Linked DNA regions of Zea mays: region 2 is linked to region 1. A link is a contact called in public Hi-C data. All regions are on one chromosome and are shown on one strand. Each heading gives the region's core, a stretch centred on a gene start, on an enhancer-like site or on the middle of the called end of the contact. The rest is flanking DNA. Distances are from core to core; before and after follow the strand shown.

The links. A called contact is a pair of places that touch in the nucleus more often than the background predicts.
Region 2: a Hi-C map of ear shows a contact between it and region 1, with 4 times the contacts expected there. The contact joins the promoter of LOC103634524 here to the promoter of LOC100285084 in region 1. A contact is called at or near these places in 7 of 25 Hi-C or Micro-C datasets (bundle sheath, ear, endosperm and 2 more).

The regions. Positions count from the first base shown.
Region 1 is chr1:46,697,180-46,704,358 of Zm-B73-REFERENCE-NAM-5.0, reverse strand. It overlaps LOC100285084 (glycosyltransferase 5), which reads left to right and starts at 5,464. Exons shown (of 1, transcript NM_001157979.2): 1 at 5,464-7,179. The coding sequence starts at 5,950.
Region 2 is chr1:46,939,564-46,947,039 of Zm-B73-REFERENCE-NAM-5.0, reverse strand. LOC103634524 (transducin family protein / WD-40 repeat family protein) reads right to left here and starts at 4,074. Exons shown (of 12, transcript XM_008656459.4): 1 at 3,835-4,074; 2 at 3,597-3,737; 3 at 3,398-3,513; 4 at 2,420-2,574; 5 at 1,798-1,886; 6 at 1,153-1,675; 7 at 714-881; 8 at 287-468; 9 at 114-193; 10 at 1-20. The coding sequence starts at 3,930.

The sequences.
Region 1 (7,179 bases), core at 4,215-6,714:
CATTTAATGCACAAACATATAAACTCCAGCATGATGCAATTTTTTTTATCGTTTGCTTGACTTAATCTCTAAATTGTGTGTGTGCTCTTTTCTTATGATGCAAATGAGGCACATAGGATTGAGGATAACTCTCTATTATTCTTGGTATACAACTTGGAGTACTACAAATCCTACCCCCCTTAAAAATAATCTCGTCCTCGAGATTTAAGCAGATCTAGGGAAAAGGTGGGGAAAATCTATGCGAAGCTCTTCTTCTCTTTCCCACGTTTCTTCATCTTCACCGTGGTGACTCCATTGAACTTTGCACATCCTTATAACCTTATTTCTTGTAACTCGAGTCAATGTATCAAGAATCCTGATGGGGTACTCAGCATAAGTTAGATCATCTTGAACACTAAGGTCTTCCATTTGTAATTGTTCCTTAGGGACACGGAGACACCTCTTAAGTTGAGACACATGGAATACATTGTGCACATCAGATAGATTATCAGGTAGCTCGAGTTGATAGGCCATCTCTCCAACTCGCCTAAAAACTCAAAATGGTCCAATAAAGTGAGGGAACAATTTGCCCTTAACATTGAATCTCCTCATTCCACGAAGTGGTGATACTTCGAGGTACACATGATCACCATCCTCAAATTCCAGTGGTCTTCTATTATCAGCATAGCTCTTTTGTCTGGTCTGTGCTACCCTCAAATTCTCTCAGATTATACAGACTTGTTCTTCTGCCTCTTGAATAAGTTCAGGTCCAAAGAACTGTCTTCCTCTAGTCTGGTCCAAAATAGAGGAGTCCTACATTTCCTGCCATATAGAGGCTCAAACGGTGACATCTTTTAAACTGGCCTGGTAACTATTATTATATGAGAACTCAGCATAAGGTAGACTCTTGTCCCAACTACTACCATGCTGAAGGGCACAAGCTCTCAACATGTTCTCCAATACTTGATTAGTCCTTATGGGCGTCATACCGAGTATGGCCAGGTCCCAGGACCTTTCGCGAGGTTCCTAAGAGAAAACGGTATTGTTGCTCAGTATTCAACACCTGGCGAACCACAACAGAATGGGGTTGCCGAAAGGCGTAACAGAACGCTAATGGATATGGTAAGGAGTATGCTAAGTTTCTCTAACCTGCCATTGGGTCTACGGATGGAGGCTTTAAAAACCGCTATGCATATACTCAACAGAGTTTCTAGTAAATCAGTGACTAGAACTCCATATGAGTTGTGGACTGGCAGAAAACCCACGCTCAACTACTTCCATATATGGGGTTGTCCAGCAGAAGCTAGAATATTTAATCATGGACAGGGAAAGCTAGATGAGAGAACCACTAGCTGCCATTTTATTGGCTACCCTGACAGATCAAAGGGTTACAGATTCTACTGCCCTGACAGACAAAACAAGTTCATAGAAACCAGACATGCCATTTTCTTAGAGGATGACATGATCAAGGGGAGTAAGGTACTCAGAGAGGTTGACCTTCAGGAAAAGAGGATGTATGTCCCGTTTCCGATGGTTGAAGAACCATACTTCTCGATACCCACTGTGGTTCCACCAACAGTCACACCGACTGTGGGTGAAACCCCTGCTGCAAATGTGGCATCATCTAGTGCAACTACTACAGAGCAAGTAGCTTCACCTTCTGCGCATATTGGCCCTGAGCCAGTTGCACAGGACAGTTCAGAAGATGATGATAGTGTTGCGCCAAGTGACGCACCATTGCAGGAGCCCCAGGTAGAATCTGAACTAGAACCAGAACCAAGTCTCAGGAGGTCACAGAGACTCAGAAAATCTGCAATTCCTGATGACTATGAAGTCTATGCAGCAGAAAACATAGAATGTGATGAAATTCATATGAGTGAGGACATTGATACAGAAGGTGATCCCACTACATATGAAGCTGCTATGAGAAGTGCAAATTCATCCAAATGGCTATCAGCCATGGAAGATGAATTAGAATCCATGAGAATGAACAAAGTTTGGGACTTAGAAGTCATTCCCCATGGAGCCAAAACAGTAGGCTGTAAATGGGTCTACAAGACAAAGCGTGACTCCAGAGGGAACATAGAAAGATATAAGGCTAGACTTGTGGCCAAAGGGTTCACACAGAGAGAAGGCATTGACTACCATGAAACCTTCTCACCTGTCTCAACAAAAGATTCATTTAGGATCATAATGGCACTAGTTGCTCATTTTGATCTAGAACTCCATCAGATGGATGTAAAGACAGCATTCCTAAATGGAGAGTTAGAAGAAAATGTGTTCATGGCACAACCAAAGGGTTTTGTTGTGAGCGGTAAAGAACACATGGGATGTCACTTGAGGAGGTCCATTTATGGATTAAAATAGGCCTCCAGACAGTGGTACATCAAGTTTGATCAGACTATAAGAAAGTTTGGTTTTGAGGAAAACAAGGAAGACAATTGCATTTATGCAAAATTTAGAAAAGGAAAGTATATCTTCCTTGTTCTGTATGTCGATGACATACTCTTAGCTAGTAGTGATAAGGATCTACTAGCGGAAACAAAAGGGTTTCTTTCCTCGAATTTTGATATGAAAGACATGGGAGAAGCCTCCTATGTTCTTGGAATAGAAATTCACAGAGACAGACAAAAGGGAGTATTAGGACTCTCACAGAAGTCATATATAGAAAATGTACTAAAGAGGTATAATATGCACAAGTGTAATGCCTCGCCTGGTCCAATAGTCAAGGGTGATAAGTTTGGGGAATATCAGTGTCCCAAGAATCAGTATGAGAAAAACAAGATGAAGTCAGTACCATATGCTTCAGCTGTCGGAAGCATTATGTATGCTCAAGTATGTACTCGCCCTGACTTAGCTTTTACCACCGGGATGCTTGGACGCTATCAGAAGAATCCAGGCATAGAACACTGGAAAGCAGTCAAGAAGGCTCTAAGGTACCTTCAAGGTACTAAAGGTCTCATGCTTACGTACAGAAGATCTAATTCCCTACAAATAGTTGGCTATGCAGATGCCGACTGGGGAGGGTGTAGAGATACACTGAAGTCCACTTCAGGGTATGTCTTTATGCTCTCCGGGGGAGCTATTTCTTGGAAGAGCTGCAAACAGACAGCGAGAGCATCGTCGACAATGCACGCTGAGTTTGTAGCTACGTATGAGGCAACTGGACAGGCGATATGGATAAAGAAATTCGTACCCGGATTAAGAGTGGTTGATAGCATAGAGCGGCCACTGAGAATTTACTGCGACAACGAGCCAGCGGTATTTTTCTCCCATAACAATAAGTCAAGTGGCTCTGCCAAGTACATTGACATTAAGTGTTATATTGTTAAGGAGAAGATTCTGGATCACACCATTCAAGTTGAGCATATAAGAACCCATCAGATGCTTGCGGATCCGCTCACAAAAGGTCTTCCACCCAGCGTGTTTAGTAAGCACGCAGCCGGCATGGGATTAAGGGAGTACCTATGATCTAGAATCACAGGGGCTACAGATTGCAACCTAGTAAAATCTTTCGTTCTGAAGCAGGGGAGCATGTTGTAGTCAATGAGTGCGGTGATACTTAATAGATCATTGTCACGCATTGGTCTCTATGTGTAAACTTGTTAAAGGACGGAATTAATAAAAGTTTGAGTGTGAGATATGTAGAGAACAAAGGGGAGATTGTTAGGATGTGTCCTCTACACTAGCCGGTTAACAGTAACCGGGGTAGGGTTAATCCTAACCGTCTAACCGCGCCCCTGATCGGGGGGGCTATCCTAACCGTTGGTTGCAGCCCCCGGTCACACGACGCCATATAAATAGATTAAGGGGGCCGACGGGTTTAGCCAACGCTAATCGCTCGACCACAAACCCTAATCGACACTTTGAGAGGAACCGATCCCCTAGGCGCTCGGAGTGACTGGAATCGCTGTGACTATGTCTCAGATCCCCGTTATCCCATCGGGATCTGAGATTCCCCCTGCAGGCAACATTGGAGGAGCTGATCCACCGCCGATCAACGACGGGAACCAATCTCCTCGACACCAGCAGGGAGATCGACAAGAAGGAGGAGGCGGGTCTTCGCTGCAAGACGCCGCCGCAATGATGGCTAGGAACAACAACGACGGTATGTATACATGTATCCCTCAGTAGAATAGATCTACTCATCATCGAGATACTTTAGACACGGATTGGTATTCTAGGGACTTAGGAAACGATCCTAAACACCAGTAATTTCTAACAATAGTTACTAGTTCATACTGCCATTGGCTAACTGTTAATTGTTGTTAGTTGATTTGGCTCAACTAGTGACGTAATTGCTAGTTGAAAATTCATCTGACAGTTAGCTAGACCCTTTTATATGCAAAGGTGCTAATTACTTCTTTATTTGTCTTAGATTATAAGATATTTTAAATTGTCTATATATGTAGTTCTATTATACGTATACATATAGATATATAATGAACATATTTTTTTTTGTAAATAATGTCTCGAAAAAAAATAAAACACACTACAATTTAGAACGAAGAAACCAATAACTAAATATTAACTATCATAGATCCAAACATCCACAAAGAGCTTTCCTGGTTGATACAAATACATTCATCCTCGGCAAAACTAGTCCAAGGTGATGTCACGTGCTGGGACGTACTATCATAAAATTATTCGCGCTCACACAGTTACCCACAATCGAAACGCATAAACAAGTGGACCATGGGAACTCCAGTCCGCTGACTAATTAGTAACCATGGAGGTCCGTTAATTGCTCGCCGTCGCCATCATCGTTAAGCAAATCGACGAGCAGTGCATGAAAGGTCCACGACCGACACGCCCAGATCAATATGTACCTACTACTACGTAGAACAAGCAATCTGCTCCCCACTGACAAGTGGAGCCAAGGATGGCACATTGGCACGGAGACCCACACGTCGGCGGGAGGGATGCGTGGAATGGGTGGGTGGGTGGGTGGGGGTGGGGGTGGGGGTGTGCCGGAGGATGTGGGCCGCGGTGAACTGTTGACGCGGTGCATCCTGTCTGTATGCCACCGAGTGGCGAGTGGCTCGCCGTTTTGACTGTACCGGCAGCATTCTCCTTCAAAGGGGTCGCCATCTCAGCAAATCCATCTTTTTCCATGCAACACCCTTGCTCATCTTTTTTACCTGATGTCACGTACGCACGTTACTTTTGAGTTCTGACGATTCCGCGTGGACTGGGTTTGTCGTGCATCCAGGCGCTTTTTTTTTCATCGAGTTCTTTACATGTCACCGTCATCACACAAATCAAAACCCGAGCAAATTAACCGACACCTCTACGCCGTGGGTACCACGCCCCCCGGGCCCACCCTACATGGACCCCTCCCCAGACCAGAGGGTAAACAGCGATCAGTTCGTTAATTAACCGATCAATTCCTTAATTAACCAACCGTGTGGAGGGAGGCGACAGCGGTGGATGAAAGAGGTGTCCTGGAAGCATCGCATCTCGTGTCCGCGTCGCCTCATTCCATGACCTCTCTCTCTCTCTCTCTCGCCTCTTCTTCTTCTTCCTCCCCTCCCCTTCTCCCCCCATCTGCGGCGGGGTTGATTCGATTTCGATTCCCTTCCCCATCCATCGCCCACCTCCCCTACAGACAGCCAACGCAATTCGCTCCCCGAGGCGCCTCCCTGACCCTGACTCCCTCCACCCCACAACGTGCGCGCTCACTCGCGGGCGGGGCCGGGCCCGGGCCGGCAGGCACGCTCACCGTCACCACCCTTATTAATTCCTCTTCCGCGTCCGCGCTTCAAAACCTCCTCCAGTCCTCCGCCTCGTCCCCCCTCCCCCCTCTACCACTCTCCGCAGCACCCCGGCGGCCGCATTGCTTGCCGCCGCACCGTGTCCGGCTAGGGCCTCTCTGGGCTCCTGCATTTCGATTCCCTCCCCTGCCTGTGCTTTGGTCTGGGCCGGTTGCAAGGAGGGGGAAGGGAGGGAGGATTTGATCGGAGGGCGAAAATGTGGGCGGAGCGGGTGGTCGGGGAGCGACGGATGCGGCAGATCCAGCGCTTCGCGCGGAACGCCAAGCTCACCGTCGTCTGCCTCCTCCTCACCGTCGTCGTGCTCCGCGGCACCGTCGGCGCCGGCCGCTTCGGCACGCCGCAGCAGGACCTCATCGAGCTACGCCAGCACTTCGTGTCCCACCCGCACCGGGCGCTCGCCGAGCACCACGACGCCAGGTCCAGGGCCTCCACCACCACCACATCGTCCTCGTCCTCCTCCGCCCGCCGCGACGACGACCCCGACCCGCCGCCGAGGACGCTCAGGGACCCGCCCTACACGCTGGGCCCCAAGATCTCCGACTGGGACGAGCAGCGCGCCGCCTGGCACCGCCGCCACCCGGAGACGCCGCCCTTCCTCAACGACATCAAGCCACGGGTGCTGCTCGTCACGGGGTCCTCGCCCAAGCCCTGCGAGAACCCCGTCGGGGACCACTACCTCCTCAAGTCCATCAAGAACAAGATGGACTACTGCCGCGTCCACGGCATCGAGGTCTTCTACAACATGGCGCTGCTCGACGCCGAGATGGCAGGCTTCTGGGCCAAGCTCCCGCTCATGCGGGCGCTGCTCCTCGCGCACCCGGAGGTCGAGTTCCTCTGGTGGATGGACTCTGACGCCATGTTCACCGACATGGCATTCGAGCTCCCGTGGGAGCGCTACGGGCCGTACAACCTCATCATGCACGGCTGGGACGAGATGGTCTACGACGACAAGAATTGGATCGGGCTCAACACCGGCAGCTTCTTGCTGCGCAACTGCCAGTGGTCGCTTGACATGCTGGATACCTGGGCGCCAATGGGGCCAAAGGGCCCTGTCCGCATTGAAGCCGGCAAGGTGCTGACCAAGTCCTTGAAGGATCGGCCAGTATTCGAGGCCGACGATCAGTCGGCCATGGTGTACATCCTCGCGACGCAGCGCGAGAAATGGGGTGATAAGGTTTACCTTGAGAATGGGTACTACCTCCATGGCTACTGGGGGATCTTGGTCGACAGGTACGAGGAGATGCTTGAGAATTACAAGCCAGGGCTCGGCGATCACCGGTGGCCACTCGTCACACACTTTGTCGGGTGCAAGCCGTGTGGCAAATTTGGAGACTACCCTGTCGAGCGATGCCTCAAGAATATGGACCGTGCATTCAATTTTGGGGATAACCAGATCTTGCAGATGTATGGGTTCACACACAAGTCA
Region 2 (7,476 bases), core at 2,825-5,324, 240 kb before region 1:
CAAGTTCCGTGCTACCAGATCTGTGGAGACATCAACAAACAGGGCAAAATACATAATTACACGATGCATGAGAAAGTACCATAGAACATACATGTAAATAGAGTCTTGAGCACCTCGTTTTCCATGCAGATACTAATTTATCAAGAAGTTTGCAAGCATCTCCAGGTTTTAATGATCTTAGATGACCTCGAATCTGTCGAAAGAATGGAGCATAATGAATAGTGTACAATAGACATGCAAATAGATTATGTGATTGAATATGGAAATAAAATTCAATTCCACAAACCTTCTTACTGGGTAAATTGGCATCGACTTTTATGCTGCCATCACCAAAGAGACAAGACAAAATGTTAAAGGGTATACCAGCATGGCCCTTCATGCTCTCATCTACTCTAGTTTCAATGATGCCACACTCCCTCATCATATCCTCGATGCATGTGCTGTCATCTTCAATTCTTTGCACAGGAACTAAACAAACAAATGAGGAAATGCAGTTATGGAACCGTTTAATAGACAGCCACACTGACAAATAAATAAATCAACCATACATGTAAAATTTAGTGAAACCAAAAGTAAAATGCTAGTGAATAACAACCTACAAAGTGTATCTGCGATGGGAAAACAACTGCTTATGTAAGTTGAACACAACCAGACCGATGTGTTTCCTTACTATGATGTACAGAAAAACAAAAAAACTACCAAAACGTCATTACCTCTTTTATGAATAGATCTTGTAGTGGTGAGGTCACTATGAATCTCAGGCTCAACATCGCCACTGGGTTTTGTTACACCATGTTTCCTTTTCTTTTCCTGTGTATGGAGTTTTGGAAGAGGAAGGATGGCATCTTCAGCATTGGCTCGGTCTAGAGCAATGACAGTTTCTACAAGAAAAAATCAAGATTTAGCCCAAGAGTAGCTACCAAATACCGTTTGTGTCTTATTAACAAAATTCAAAACTCAAAAGATGCACCATGTGTTGCTCATTTAAGAATTGCACAAATTTAGAGCACAAACTAGTAGCTGACTTAACTACTAAAAAATTTGAAGGTGTTATACAAATTTAAGAATCATCATTTGTGTAACTCCCAAAGCAAAGTTGAAGTGGAGAAGCAAGACAATTTTCAATGTAACTAACGGACATTCTCACTATACCATGCTTTTTCACAGATTGGCCTTTCTTTGCCATGGTGGTTTGAGTATTTGGCAAGAGAACTCCATCTTGAGAAATGCCCAAACTAATATCTGTACCATAACAAACCAAAAGTTTATCAAAAGATGGTTTCACTACAGACCCATAAGCCAGTAGGACATGGGCAGAATTAGGCCCATCCACTCCTTGAAGTTTTGCAGCAAATATCGATAATGCTTGATGAGTTGTTGACACAGATGACTCAGATAATATGATCTTGGTGGGCTTCTTATTACGCAGGTCATCCACAACATTTGCAGACCAGAAATAGCAGACACCAATCTCAGAAATAGCCAGAATGTGTATTTCTCCTTTGTCTGAACATTTACAGTCCACAAACATTGCTGGGTGCTCCATCGACAGAATACAGTTTGAGCTCTGGGTTTTACCACTGCCCAGCTTCCAAATGGCAATATAGCGTTCACCAACTCCAGATGACAAAACATATTGGCTATCATTGCTAAAGACCATGCTCCTCACAGCAACCTATGAAGTTTTCATGGGTGCATGCAAAAAAAAGATGGGTGCTTAGGTACAGAGGGAACATATATGTAAACAGTAATCCTGAAAGACGAATACCATAGTAAGAGAAAGCAAGATATACTCACTGGATGTCCAGAGAATTTTTTAATTTTTTTGTTGCTGGAAGTGTCAAAGGTCCTCAACTGGCCAGCTGCTGTTGCCAACATATTTCCATCTGACATAATCAAGTATAAGCTGCATGTAGTTAAAATATGTGATGGAACTTTGCTTGGTATGGATTTCATATACAAGCAAAAATGCATATAAAGAGTAGAAGGTGGATCCTACCAAGGACCTTGGTAAAAATAAGGTGCACATGAAACTAAATAAACTTTTCAGCGGGCAGCACCGCAGCATAAATGATATATCGATACATGTAACTTATCAATCGATGAATAACAATGTTAGATTTCCAGTTCCTTAAAAACATCATAGGTGACAATATATCATCTCATAATGCAGATAGACAGATATTCTTCACTGAGTTCATGTGCCAAGTGTTAAATATATAGGCCAATCTAGAATCTACCAGATGTAATCCTGCTACACTTATAGCCACAACATATACATTGAACAAAAACATAACCTAGTGTCGGTTCATACACAGCAATCGGAGCAGTGTTACATCAAGAAAACACAATTTATGAGAGCAAGTGCAGTAGAGCCAACATAGTCATAAACTAAGAAGTCATTTCACAGTAGAGATACCTGATGACACAGCTAATGCAGATATTGCCTTTGAAGAAGATTTAAATTTTCCAACAACAGCCCCATTAGAGGCATCAATCCTACAGACCATGCCATCAGCACCTGCCGTGTACACATTCCGCCCATGTTTCGAGTATTCTACAGCTGTCACACCCCTAAACACAACATGTACTCCAATGTAAGTGAGCATAATTTCATGAAGCTTTTAGAGATTAACCTAAGCAGAAAAAAATCAAACAGGGACAGGGCCAGGGCCAAAGATACAATAAGAGTATGCTTTCACAACATGTATAGCCATTTTTAATGTTACTCGTTGGTATGGTGTATAGTCATTAGGGCTGTTCAACCATGGTTTAGGCAGGTTTGGGAAACCAGCCTGCAGCTAGCGGTTTTGACTGAATTGGCTTTGGTTTACACAAATTAGATACTGGTTACCATTATGGGTTGATTTGGGTTGGGCCAGAGGTTTAGACAATGATGAACCGCCATCCGCTGCAAGAACTTAGTTATTTGTGTAGCAACAGCAGTCTTCTTAGCGGCAGCGGCAGCAGCAGTTTGGCATAGTGTTCCTGTGTAGCAGTCCAAAGGTTGAAGATGACCAAGGATGGGTTAGCCAGTTTGATTTATTCTAAAGAGAGAGCCAACCCTCTTCCAAGGATGCGGTTTTTGACTCTGGAACGAGTAAACCCATTGCAAACCGTTACCCTGATTTGATCTGTGGATTGGTTTGTGGGGTGAACCGGTTTGACCCACCCAGTGAACAGGGTTAATTTTTGTACTCAGTAAACCCATTGCAAACCGTTACCCTGATTTGATCTGTGGATTGGTTTGTGGGTGAACTGGTTTTGACCCAACCAGTAAACAGGGCTAATTTCTGTACTCAATTGTGGTTTTGTTGATTTCTATAAGCTATAACTGAATATGTATTTCCCCTATCACTTGAATTGAAATAAAAGAAGAGCTTAAACACCAACTTACCCAGGGTGGCAATCGCTGACCTTCCACTTCCAATGTCCCGCGGCAACATCAAGTGCAAGCACATCTCCACTGCCTGTACCAAGCACAATCAATGAGCTCCCAGCCTTCCTCTTCTTCTGCTAAGGAAAAAAAATGTAAGCAGGTGACAAGGGTGCATCCCAACATAACAAGCTGGCGGTGGTCGGGCGGATTCGCTCACCTTACTGGAAAGTTGTACCCACTTCATGCAGGTGTAATCGAGGGCGAGGTGGCCGCGCTTCGACTCAGCGACCGCGACCGCCTCCACTGCAGGGATGTCAGCAAACTCGGTCTGCAGCCGGCCCCGCACGGCGTCCCATACCTGCGCGAACGCGAACGGCAAAGATAGCGTGTTAGGTCGCCCGTAGCTTCAGTGGTAAGTTGCTAAGGCGAGGACCGCGTGTTTCGAGGTTCCATGCCTTGATGCGGCCGTCCCCAGAAGAGAGCGCGAGGAAGTCCGCGCCGGGGCTGAAAGAGGTAAGCAGGTCGCGTATGGGAGCCGCAACGGGCGCCATAGTTGGCCCGCGGCGGGTGGTCGTCGCTGCGGCGAAATGAAGGGTTTAGCCGGTCGCGGCGGCGGCGGAAGGAAGAAAGGGTTTTGTGGAAGGATGCGGTAGAGACTATGGCTGTCTCCAACGGTGTCTAAATATATATACCTTACAATATTCACTTCTCTGTACCATTTTTCAACGGTCTTGTAAACAGTGTAGAGTTTTAGGACCTGTTTGAGGCTGTGTTTAGTTTGTCTTGTCTTTTGATTTTGCTCTTTAAAAGTTAAAAGCCAAATTAACGGTGTATTCATAAAACAATTTTTTATAAAACAATTTTTTATAAAAACTGACTTTCTCACAGGATAAAATTACAATTATTTTTGTATATACTTTTAGTGACTTTCAGATGAAAAAATATATATGATAATATTTTGCGGCTTTTAGTAGTTTCCACCAAATAGTTTATAGCTTTTTAACGACTCATAGCCCACAACACATTTTTCACAGCTCATAGGCAACAACACCGTTTTTCATGGCCGCAGCCTAACCAAACAGACCCTAAATATACTAGAGTTAATAATTAGCCGTTAAAATTAGCTAAAGACATTTAAATAGTTTAATTATTAGTTACTTTTTATAAATTAGCTAATAGTTAGCTAGCTATTTGTTAACCAGTTAATTGTACTAGTAATTTTTAATCAACTAACTATTAAGTGCGTGTTTGGCATGACTCCAGAGCAAAACTTCAAGGATGAGCTAACCAGAGCTTGCCAAAACCCTAACTCCAGAGTTGTAAACTCTATGGAGTTTAAGAAGGTGCAGCACAACATTTTGGAGTACCTCTTTTGCTACTCAAAAAACAATCTAATTATAGAGTTTTAGAGTTATTTACCTGTCACTGTTTATGAGAAAACAATATAAACTCTAGAGCAGAGTCACTTCACCTAGAGTTTTTTAATAGAGATGCTCTAAGACGAAAGAGAGTCATGCCAAACACGCCCTAACTCTAGTGCATTCAAACATGCTTTTAATGTAAATTAGCTAACTAATTGTTAGTGAGTTAATTGTACTATTAACTTTTTGTCAACTAACTATTAAGTCTATTGCATTCAAATATGCTCTTAGTGTAATAATCACACCACAAATTAATTGTCTGCTATCTAATGTGTGCCTATATAAACAAAAATCACGTATACATGAATCAAAAAGGTGGGACCCACTAGAAAATCTGAGTTGGTCTAGTTTAAAAATATTTAACTACCTATGAATTAAAACCCCTTGAAAACTAAGGTTGATTTTCCCCTATATATTTAGCAACTTCATAAGTCCAAGTTTAAAATTGTTTAGGAACTAATAAAGACAATAACAATATGTGTTTAATATCTTGAGACAAATACAAAATGGTTTTATCAAATCAACATAAATTGAATAATGAAAATTTAATTAATAAGATACGTCTATTTTAGAATTTAGCTTGCTAATTAAGTAATCATATTGTAATGTAATTAATTTTTTGTCGTTTAACATTCGTGTACATTATATTGTCTTATCACTATCCCTTCGCATGGAAACACGAATTAATATGTGTCACATCGTCATATCATTTTAGTCCCCATCTATATATTGTATAGATTATATTTCACAATTCTAATTAGCATCCAATATTGATTGTGACAAAGATTGCACACATATAACATATATGTCAATTTGGGATACTGATCATACCTGTTTTATGTTTATCAAGTTTTTTAAATGAGTTTCGACGTCCTAAATGATTTGAAATGAAACATTTATCAATACAAACTTTTATAACGTTTCGAATAGAGATGACAATATGGTTAAATACCCTGTCGAGTATTATTATCACATACTCGTATCCGTGGCAAAAAAATAACCTCGTCGGGTCATCATATTCGCCAACTTTTTTGCAATTTAGCTTTTGGGGTTTTTTCACAAATACGTCATTTGCAGTTTCATTTCAAAAACTGGACCCCTTGCTCGGCGCCATGGTCATTGGCGCCTAGCTTCTGCTTGTCGTCGCCAATTTTTTTTGGCATGCATAGGTTAGAATCCTTTGCCAACTGGTGTTCCAGTGCCTATGTGTTTTTGTGGTGATCATTGCAAGGTTGACAAGTCTGAGGATCATAACACCTATCGACAGAAGTATTGGATGTGTGCTAACTATGCATTTGAGTCAACGATTATTCAGCGCCAGATGAATTTAATGGTGAGAATAATCTTTTAATATGTTAACAATTTGAAGACTCAAAGTGGTGCATGTTTTCTTTGCCTACTAATCATTGCATATTTTGTAGACTCCTCCACCGCTTTGTGATTTTGAGCAGTGGATTGACACAGAAATCTCACAGAAAGACAAGAAGTGGTTGGAGAATTTTAAAAAGTGGGATGTAGAGGACAAAGAGAGGATAGAGAAAAGACGAGATGAGCTTGCGGCCGAGCAACAAAGGGTAGACGAGCAGGAAATGAGGCATGTTGCTGAATGTAGGGAATAGAAGGAGAAGAAGCTTTAGCGTGCACGTTGTGCAAAGGACGCAATGGAAGAGAACACTGATGCATTTCACAAGGGCAAATGGCCCTGTTGCACTCAGTAGTCCAAGTGCTTATTTGATGTTATGTGGTAATGAACTTCTTATTCTGTATTATTTATTGTCGAACAATATTATTTGGTAATGAACTACTTTTTATTTGGTAATGAACTACTTATTTGAGTTTCGACGACCTAAATGATTTGAAATGAAACATTTATCAATACAAACTTTTATAATGTTTTGAATAGAGATGGCAATGGTTAAATACCCTACCGAGTATTACTATCACATTCGCGTATCCGCGGCAAAAAAATAACCTCGTCGGGTCATCATATCCGCCAACTTTTTTGCAATTTAGCATTTTTGGTTTTTATTTTCACAAATACGTCGTTTGCAATTTTAATTAAAAAACTGGACCCCTCTCGGCGCCTAGCTTCTGCTTGTCGTCGCCAATTTTTTTAGCGTGCATATGTTAGAATCTGGGCCACGGTGGAACTGATGTGGCACGTACCTCGGCGCCGTAGATCTCGGCGCCTACCTCAGCGCCAAGATTTACGGCGCTGAGGTACGCGCCTATAAATATGCCCCTTCGGTCGTCTGTTTTTGTGCCCATTTCTATTCTTCGAAACGATACAGACTTGGATCCATTGTTACTCTCTATCAAGGTAAGTTCTCTCCTTTTGATAGGTTGTTATGTTATGTATGATTAATAGGGTAATGGTTAGGTTTTGGATACCATTTTTAGAATCATTTTTTATTGTCATATTATCGATTTGTAGCATGTCTAGGCGCGGTAAATCTGCTAAACAAAGGTAAGTATTGTATTAAATTATATTTGTGAGTCTATTATATTTATGATTCTTATAGATCTTATCAAAATTTAGGAAGGGTCCTTTGACCGGTACTGCCTTCGACCCGCTGCCTTTGCCAACTGGTGTTCCAGTGCCTATGTGTTTTTGTGGTGATCATTGCAAGGTTGACAAGTCTGAGGATCATGACACCTATCGACAGAGGTATTGGA